2 separate regions of the Sus scrofa genome follow, and region 2 is linked to region 1. The links are chromatin contacts, called in public HiChIP or PLAC-seq maps. All regions are on one chromosome and are shown on one strand. Each heading gives the region's core, a stretch centred on a gene start, on an enhancer-like site or on the middle of the called end of the contact. The rest is flanking DNA. Distances are from core to core; before and after follow the strand shown. Region 1 holds the start of ZFAND3 (AN1-type zinc finger protein 3). Region 2 holds the start of BTBD9 (BTB domain containing 9).

What was found. HiChIP or PLAC-seq counts read pairs in DNA pulled down with a chosen protein or histone mark.
Region 2: a contact with region 1 is called in an H3K27ac HiChIP or PLAC-seq map of alveolar macrophages. The contact joins the promoter of BTBD9 here to the promoter of ZFAND3 in region 1. A contact is called at or near these places in 1 of 5 promoter capture datasets (liver) and 1 of 2 datasets of contacts at active chromatin or transcription factors (alveolar macrophages).

What each region holds. Positions count from the first base shown.
Region 1 is chr7:33,376,317-33,380,013 of Sscrofa11.1, reverse strand. It overlaps ZFAND3 (AN1-type zinc finger protein 3), which reads right to left and starts at 1,784. Exons shown (of 7, transcript XM_021099854.1): 1 at 1,661-1,784; 2 at 853-1,152. The coding sequence starts at 923.
Region 2 is chr7:34,120,708-34,124,572 of Sscrofa11.1, reverse strand. It overlaps BTBD9 (BTB domain containing 9), which reads left to right and starts at 1,976. Exons shown (of 12, transcript NM_001243303.1): 1 at 1,976-2,045. It overlaps LOC110261680 (a long non-coding RNA gene), which reads right to left and starts at 1,692. Exons shown (of 5, transcript XR_002346133.1): 1 at 1,097-1,692.

The DNA.
Region 1 (3,697 bases), core at 535-3,034:
ACAAGGAGAATTTAAACTCTAACTACAGGTGGGAAAGTTGATTTCCCATCTCATATATTTTCACTCTTAACACAGGATGGCCAAGTAATAACACAGGCTGGCCAAGGCGGATACTTTTATCATGAATTAAAAAAAAAAAAGTGAGGAAAGAAGGAAAATTTGACCCAATTGAGCTAATTGGCTCTCACGTTCTTAAGCCAGCTGACTTGAGTTTTTTTGACAAGGAAATATTACAGATCTTCTGAAACGTGCTTTAAATAAAGGTGAGACCTCGACAGTCTTATAACTTTACCCTAGCCTGGGTTCTGGGCCTGACTTGTAAAAATGGGTGACGTGTGAACAGCTTCCTAAAAGCAAATGGGGCACTGGGATATAATTTAGGAAGTGATGATGCAAGTCTCTGGGGGACAGGGAGCAGGGGAGGTGAAAAAGTCAGAGGAAATACCCTCCTACTGCCTGGGCACCAACTCCTACCAAAGAGGGGAGGAAGGGCTGGCCTTCACAAGCCAAGAGAAGGGGGCACCTCAGCTCCACCCGGAGGTGCCAACACCGCCCCCTCATCGCTGCCCGCAGCCCTGCCCCCTTACCAGGCCCGGGCGGCCCCTTTCGGCCCAAGTCTCCGGCAGGCAGTCCCGAGGGTGGCAGCACACCTCGGGCAGGGCCTCCTCTGCCCACCCCCAGCTCCCCACGCCGCACCCTCCCTCAGGACGCGGCCCCTGCCCCCTCCCCGAAGGCCCGGCCTGGGCCCAGTCCCCAGGGTTCCGGCCTCCCAGGGCCCCGAGGCCTGACCAGGCAGCCCCGGCGCCAGCGCCTGGGCCCCCGCCCCCACCCCCACCCAGCCTGGGCACTTACCCCCAGAAGCCGCAGGGACAGCGAGGCGGCAGGCTGGGCGCTTTGCTGCGCTCGCTCCCGGCGTCTCCCATGGTGCTCGGCGGCGGCGGCGGCGGCGTCGGAGCTCGGCGACGGTGGCAGCGGCTGGGCCTGGGCCCCGCTAGAAGGAGGCGGCGGCGGCGGCGGCGTCGGGGGGCTCGGGGCGGGGGGAGGGGGAGGGAGCGGGCGCGCGGGCGGGCGCGAGTCCGGGGCTCCGAGCCGGGATTCCAGGCCGGTCAGCTGGAGGCGGGCCGCACCACTCGACCTACGGAGACGGGGGGGCTGGGGGAGGCGCGGAGAGCAGAGGGAGGGGAGCTGAGGAGGTGGGGCGTGCGGGTGAACCGAGGACCGCGGGAGAGGAGGGAAGACCCGGCGCCCTCGGTAGCTCCCACCGCCGCTTCCAGCCAGAGCGATGTCCCGTGCGGCGGCGCTGGCAAGGATCTGAGGCCCCCGCCGGCTCTGGCGTAGCAGCGGCCGCTGTGAAACCCCCGGCCGCGCTCGCTCCGTAACACCCTCCCCTCCCCCGGAGGCTGCGCTGACCGGACAATGGCCGCTCCGCCCCCTCCCCTCCTCACGCACCCCTCCCAAGGAGTCACAATGGTCTCGCCCGGGGGAGCCGCCGCCAAAGCCCAGCAGCTGATCAGCTGGGATCCGGGCGTGCCACTTTGTTCAGCGCCTCAAAGGAAGAGAACTGGGCCGTGGGCAAAGCCGAGACCGTTGAGCTAACACTCGGCGACGGGTTTTTGAGGCTTTCTTATGTTGGAACTTTTAGAATCTGAGGCAAACTTACCTTCCCCTCGTGTGAAAAAGGGGAGCAGGCTTCTGAGTACTCTGGGGCACGTTGCTTTCCCCCAAACGCGAATGGTACGCCCCAAGCGAGAGGGGGAGGAGCAGATTAGTTGTTTAGGTAAGTTGGGCCAGTCCCAGAGCGGCGCCTGAGCGCTGCGCATGCGCCCGGAGACACCCGTAACCCAGTATGGGGAGGGGCCTGGAGGAGCGCTTCCAAACCCGGAAGTGAGTCTCGGTCGGCCGGGGGTTGCCTGGGTCTTCGGCTGCCTGAGAGGCCCACTAACTCTTCGCTCTTGGACCTGGGAGATACTGGGGAACATTTCTCCACCAACTGCTAACCCCTGGAAATCTCTCTTCCCAGTCCTGCCACACCCAACTCACCCAGGGAACTGGTCACCCTTTGGCAGTAATGAACTTCTGGGAAATATAACCCTCCTTCTTTGCAGCAGCAATGGCAAGGGGTGGGAGGGTGGTTGTCTTAGTCATGTTCTGTGCCTCTAACCCCATCGGCGTCCCCAACCTCAGAGACACAAGTCCACTCCCTGTGCCTAGACTAGAAGAACCTCTGTTCTTCCTGGAGTGGACGTTTTGATTTTTAGAGAGGAGCTATGGCCGAGTCAGTGATGGCAATTAAGTGATCAAAAAGTTTGAGCCACTAAGAAAATGAGTCCTTTAGCGTTCCTTGTCTTTGATCCGGAACTTATACTGACCTCCAACCAATTATGAACAGAAGGCAGTTGTTGATGACTAAATTCAAGGAGGAGGAAACTTCCACCAGACTTCCTGGAAAGGTGATCCACAGCTGAGGCCCTTATGGCTCTTAGAAATAGCTGCGGTGTTCCCCCGACCTGGCAGGAGTAAGAGAGCCTTACATGAACTTTATTATCAAATGTTATTTCTTTTTATACCATTCTGTTTGTGCATGTTCTGTTGATTTATTAAATGTTGTTGCTTCTTTTGGCCTCTGAGGAGCAAGGAACACATTTAGTTAGCATCCTCCTAAAGAGGCTGTTGATGATGAAGACAGCAATTGCAGAGATCAAACCACTTAAAACCAAAGCACCCCCAAATGTGAATGCTGATTTATTTTGAGCAATATTTAGTTTCAGCTTTGTGGATTTTCCTAAGCCTTCAATAAATGTTTCTGTCAAAAACCTATAGAATGAATGAACTCATACAATACACCTAGCTCTCATTGGACTCATATTTCCTTAAATCTTCTCTTAAGCTGACATAAAATTGCCACATTCATGCAAGGTTTGCAGTCTTTGAGTTTAACAAAGATTAAGTAGCACTCTCTCTACTGGCATCTTGGTGACTCTTTTGTCTGTGGAAAAAGAAACCCTAAAACCGAAAGGAAAATTTTGTGTCAAACATGATTGTCATCTTTCAAACAGCTTGCATTCCTGTCTGTTTGCCAGTTATTCCAATTAGCAAGCATTTATTGAGTACCCAGTATTTATAAGACATTGCCTAAGGTTCTGTCCCTTGTATTGTCCTCTGCCCCTTCCTCTGGTTCCCAGCACCCTTCTACTGCCCATTCATTGCTTGTCTCCTCTTCAATGCCTTCCACACACTGACAAGGCAGAATTGGTCCCTCATTCCTCTGCCCACATAGTCTCCATTATAGGACCAGGAAATTTACATGTCTTGTCTCTTCTCACAAAACCTACCTCCAAAAGGACTATCTCTGAGAAATAGCTGTTAATGTACCCACAACCCAAGGGGGGTACCAGAGCCTTAAAGGGTATTACCTAGATTAATTTTATTACCAAATGTTACTATTTTATTTCTATATACACCATTCTGTTTGTGCCTGCTCTGTGGATTCGTGGATTCCCAGAGTGGGATTGAAACATACTCGATCCATGTTTGTCAAACAGAAGAGCTAATCGGATAAAAGTCACACTTAGTACAAAAACCAGCTGAAACTTTTGGGGAGGGTGTCTGCACCTGTGGCATGTGGAAGTTCCCGGTCCAGGGATCCATCCTGCCCCACAGCAGCAACTGGAGCCACTGCAGTGACAACACCAGAGCC
Region 2 (3,865 bases), core at 727-3,226, 740 kb before region 1:
CCCTAGGCCCTGCTCCTGGTGAATCAGAGAACACAAATTTCCCTAATGGAAGCTTTCTTTTCTTCTTTTCTTTTTTCTTTCTTTCTTTTTTTTTTTTTTTGGCTACACCCACAGCATGTGATAGCTCCTGGGTCAGGGACTGAACCTGTGCCACAGCAGTGACTGGAGCCACAGCAGTACAACACTGAATCCTTAACCTGCTGGGCCATGAGGGGACTCCAGAAGCTTTAAGAAGAAAAAATGGTATGGGCTACACATATCCATTTTCTCCTTTTAATTTCATCAGCCAGGAAATCACTGCTCCAGCGAGGAGTGAGCTGGAGGCAGGTGCAGTGAGAAGCCAGGATTATATTATGTACAAATGAATGTTACTTTGTATTGAAGGAAACATGATGAGTGAAGAATAAATGTTTCCCCAACATATCCATTTTTGAACTTATCATCATATCCCACAAATCTGATCATCCTCCTCGGACTGTCACTGTTATTATCTAGTACCTTAGATCAGAAACTTATAGACGTTCCCATCGTGGCACAGTGGTTAACGAATCCTCAGTGGTTAACGGAATCTGACTAGGAACCATGAGGTTTCGGGTTCAGTCCCTGGCCTTGCTCAGTGGGTTATGGATCCAGCATTGCCTTGAGCTGTGGTGTAGGTCGAAGATGTGGCACGGATCCCGCATTGCTGTGGCTCTGGCATAGGCCAGTGGCTACAGTTCCAATTAGACCCCTAGCCTGGGAACCTCCATATGCCTCGGAAGTGGCCCTAGAAAAGGCAAAAAGACAAAAAAAAAAAAAAAAAAAAAAGAAAGAAACTTGTAGATAACTTAGACTCATTCTTCTTCACATCTTGTTAAATGTCCCCACCATTTACCCCGGCACCCATACTAGAAACTTGGCCTACTTGTCTTTCCCTCACTCAGTGCTGTCAACTCTACTACCTCAACAGTGCTCACCTCTATCCCTTCCTCTGCCTATTCCCACTGCCAATGCTTTGGTTAAGCCTCTGACCACTTCTTATGTGGAGTACAGCTATGACCTCGTAATGGTCTTCTGCCTCAAGCTTTGCTCTTTCTGTCCATTTTCACTTGCATACCTTTACTCACGAAACTTTGTCTGGAATTAAGCATGCTTTCCAGTTATTGTCTCCAAATCCCCACACCCCGGACCTCCAGTTTGCCCACAGATCAAGCAGAATTGACTGTCCAACAAGCAGGATCAGATTTGTACCTAGGTTTCCCTGACTCCAAAGTCCAGGCTCTTAACTGCTCTTGCCCGACTGTTTTCTCTTATAAAAAAGATGTTTTAAAGTCCAGTGAGCCTTATACTTTAAAAACACCTTTGCATACATTATTTTCTTTTAGCCGCACAATTCTCCAACGTAGGCAGAATGGGTAGTTATCCTCATTTATAAAATGAGGAAACAGTCTGGGGAATTAGGCCAGGTCCGTCACACGCTGCTGCTAGTGAACGAGTGTCATTCAGCGGTCTTCCACATTAGCCGTGCACTCAGCCCCTTCTGGTCCCAGTCTTTGGAGAGACTTCCTGAACGCTGCAGAACTGGCCGTGGTGTCCTCCCAACTCTGGACAAGGCCGCTGCTCTTTCCACGGGCGCCCCAGCGATTGCGACAGGGACCTTCCCACTTGCAGTGACGCAATCAGTTACGCCAAACAGTGACGTACACTGACATGACTTACCCTGAGCCAGGTGCCGGCAGGACGGCCACACCCTGGGGCCCCCTACTCTAGAGGGCAGCGGGTCTCGCGGGTGGGGTAAGCCGCAAAACCCGCGGGAGGTAACTCCGGGTCCTAAATCCCCGGATCCCGCGGGCCCGCCACCGATCGGTTGCTAAGTGACGCCAGCGCGCAGAGGCGCGTGCGCGGCCACGGCGGTGTGCGTGAGAGCGGACGCGCGCCGCGGCGGCGGCGGTGGCGAGGACGGCGGTGACGGCAGCGGCCGAGGGGGCGGTGGCTACGAGGGGGGTGCGAAGCGGGCGGAAGAGGCGTCTGTGCCCGCGGCGAGGTCGCAGAGGAACATCGTGGGAGTGAGTAGCCGCGGCCTCGCTGGGGAGGTGGGGCCTGGCCGCACCTGCTGCGCGGGCCCGGGGCGCGGGGACGCGCTCCCCTCCATGCCCCGCAGCCGCTTTCTCCGGGGGCGGGGAAGGAGCGGGGACAGAGCGGGGACGGGGGCTGACGAGGGTCAATTCTTGGGCGCGGGCGCTCTGGCAAGCGGCAGCCGGGGATCAGCGAAGCCTCTTTAGTCCTGAAAGGTGTCGTGGGGAGCAGGCGTCGGGGTGGGGCGGTGGTTCGGGGTGGCTCTGCCAGGCTTCGGACCGAGAAGTCGGAATCCCGAGAAGCCCGGGTTCCCGGAGTAGCCTCACCTGCTGCCCCTCGAGACCTGGCCGAGGCGGAACCGGGGACGCTGTGATTGGGGTTCGGAAAGTTTGGCATTGCTGGGGCCTTCAACGCCCCTGCCCTGGCTGGGCCCCGAGGAGGAGAGGGTTGTTATGGAGAGAGTTGTGAATCTGTGCCTGCGTGCGGCATCAGACACACCCACGACCTGGGGAAGGCGATCTGTCAGTGTAGAGGGGGCGGCCAACCTGTTGCCTGGTGTTTCCAACTTCATGGGTGTGTGCACGTGTTTAATGCACGCACAAAACTTTGGCGGCCCTGAGCATTTTTATCACATTGTTGCTGCAGATTTTGAAGCCAAGGGACAGATAGCCATCTATGGTTCTTCTTCCTATACTCAAATCACCTGTTTTATTTCCCTAAACTATGTTGCTCTTCTGTCATTATTAGGGCCAAGGAAGTGTGGAGGCGGTGGTTTTTGTTTTTCTTAAAAGTAATGGAGGCTTGCTGTTTACTAGGCAGAAAATACAGATTCTGTTCGGCGTGTGGGCTAGAAAATGTAGATGGTCTTACAAGCTTGATTGGAAAGGTGCAGCTAATTATCAGTCCAGTGCTTTCTTCTTGATGCGCTGGACTCCCTCGTGGGTAGATGTGTGATGGGTGTAGTGACCATGCTTGGGAGAATGGAGTATGGGAGGTAGAAAAGCAGTCAGCCTTTTCTGACTGTTGATGAAGGCAGTGCCTAGAACCGGCAGAAAGAGACTATACTGACATTTAATCATGATTTGTGCAGGAAATTAAAAAAAAACAACTTGTAACTTTCCATTTAGCGTTAAAATTCTGTGATTCAGTTGCATCACTGAGGATCTGTAAAGTATGTTGCTTGAGGTTCTTTCATCTTGGAACCAGTGACAACCTTGCTCCGTTACTTGGAATTCAGTATCTTGCGCGCTGAAATACAATACCTTTTAGGACAGAAATCATGTTTGTTTTCTTCAGGGCCATATCTCTAGTACCTACGAAAGTGCCTGCCACAGGATAGGCACGTAATAAATATTTATTATATATGACACCACGGATAAGTCATGGGTCAGTGTATAGCAAGCATTTAACTCAGTCCTTCAAGTAGTTAATACCTTTGTCCCCTCTGCCCGTTATTATGCTATATGTGGGAAGAGGATTGTGGGATTACAAATGACATAAAAGACCTGTTTTTTTTTTTTTCCCCCTTTAAAAGCAAACAGTCTAGCTAGGAAAATAAAACATGTAATATAATTATGAAACCAAATGAGGTGTGTAAACAGGTGTTATGTGAAATGCTATACTTTTGAGTGTAGTAGAAGTTTAGAAGAGATAAGACTTGTGGGCTGAGTGAGTGAATTCTTTGGGAGAGGTAAGATTTGATCTTGTCTTTGTCATTTTTCTTTTTCTTTCTTTTTTTTTTTTTTTTGCCTTTTCTAGGGCAGAGAACTAGACTTCTGTCTTCTTTGGGAAGCTGGGTGCCAGTGTTCCT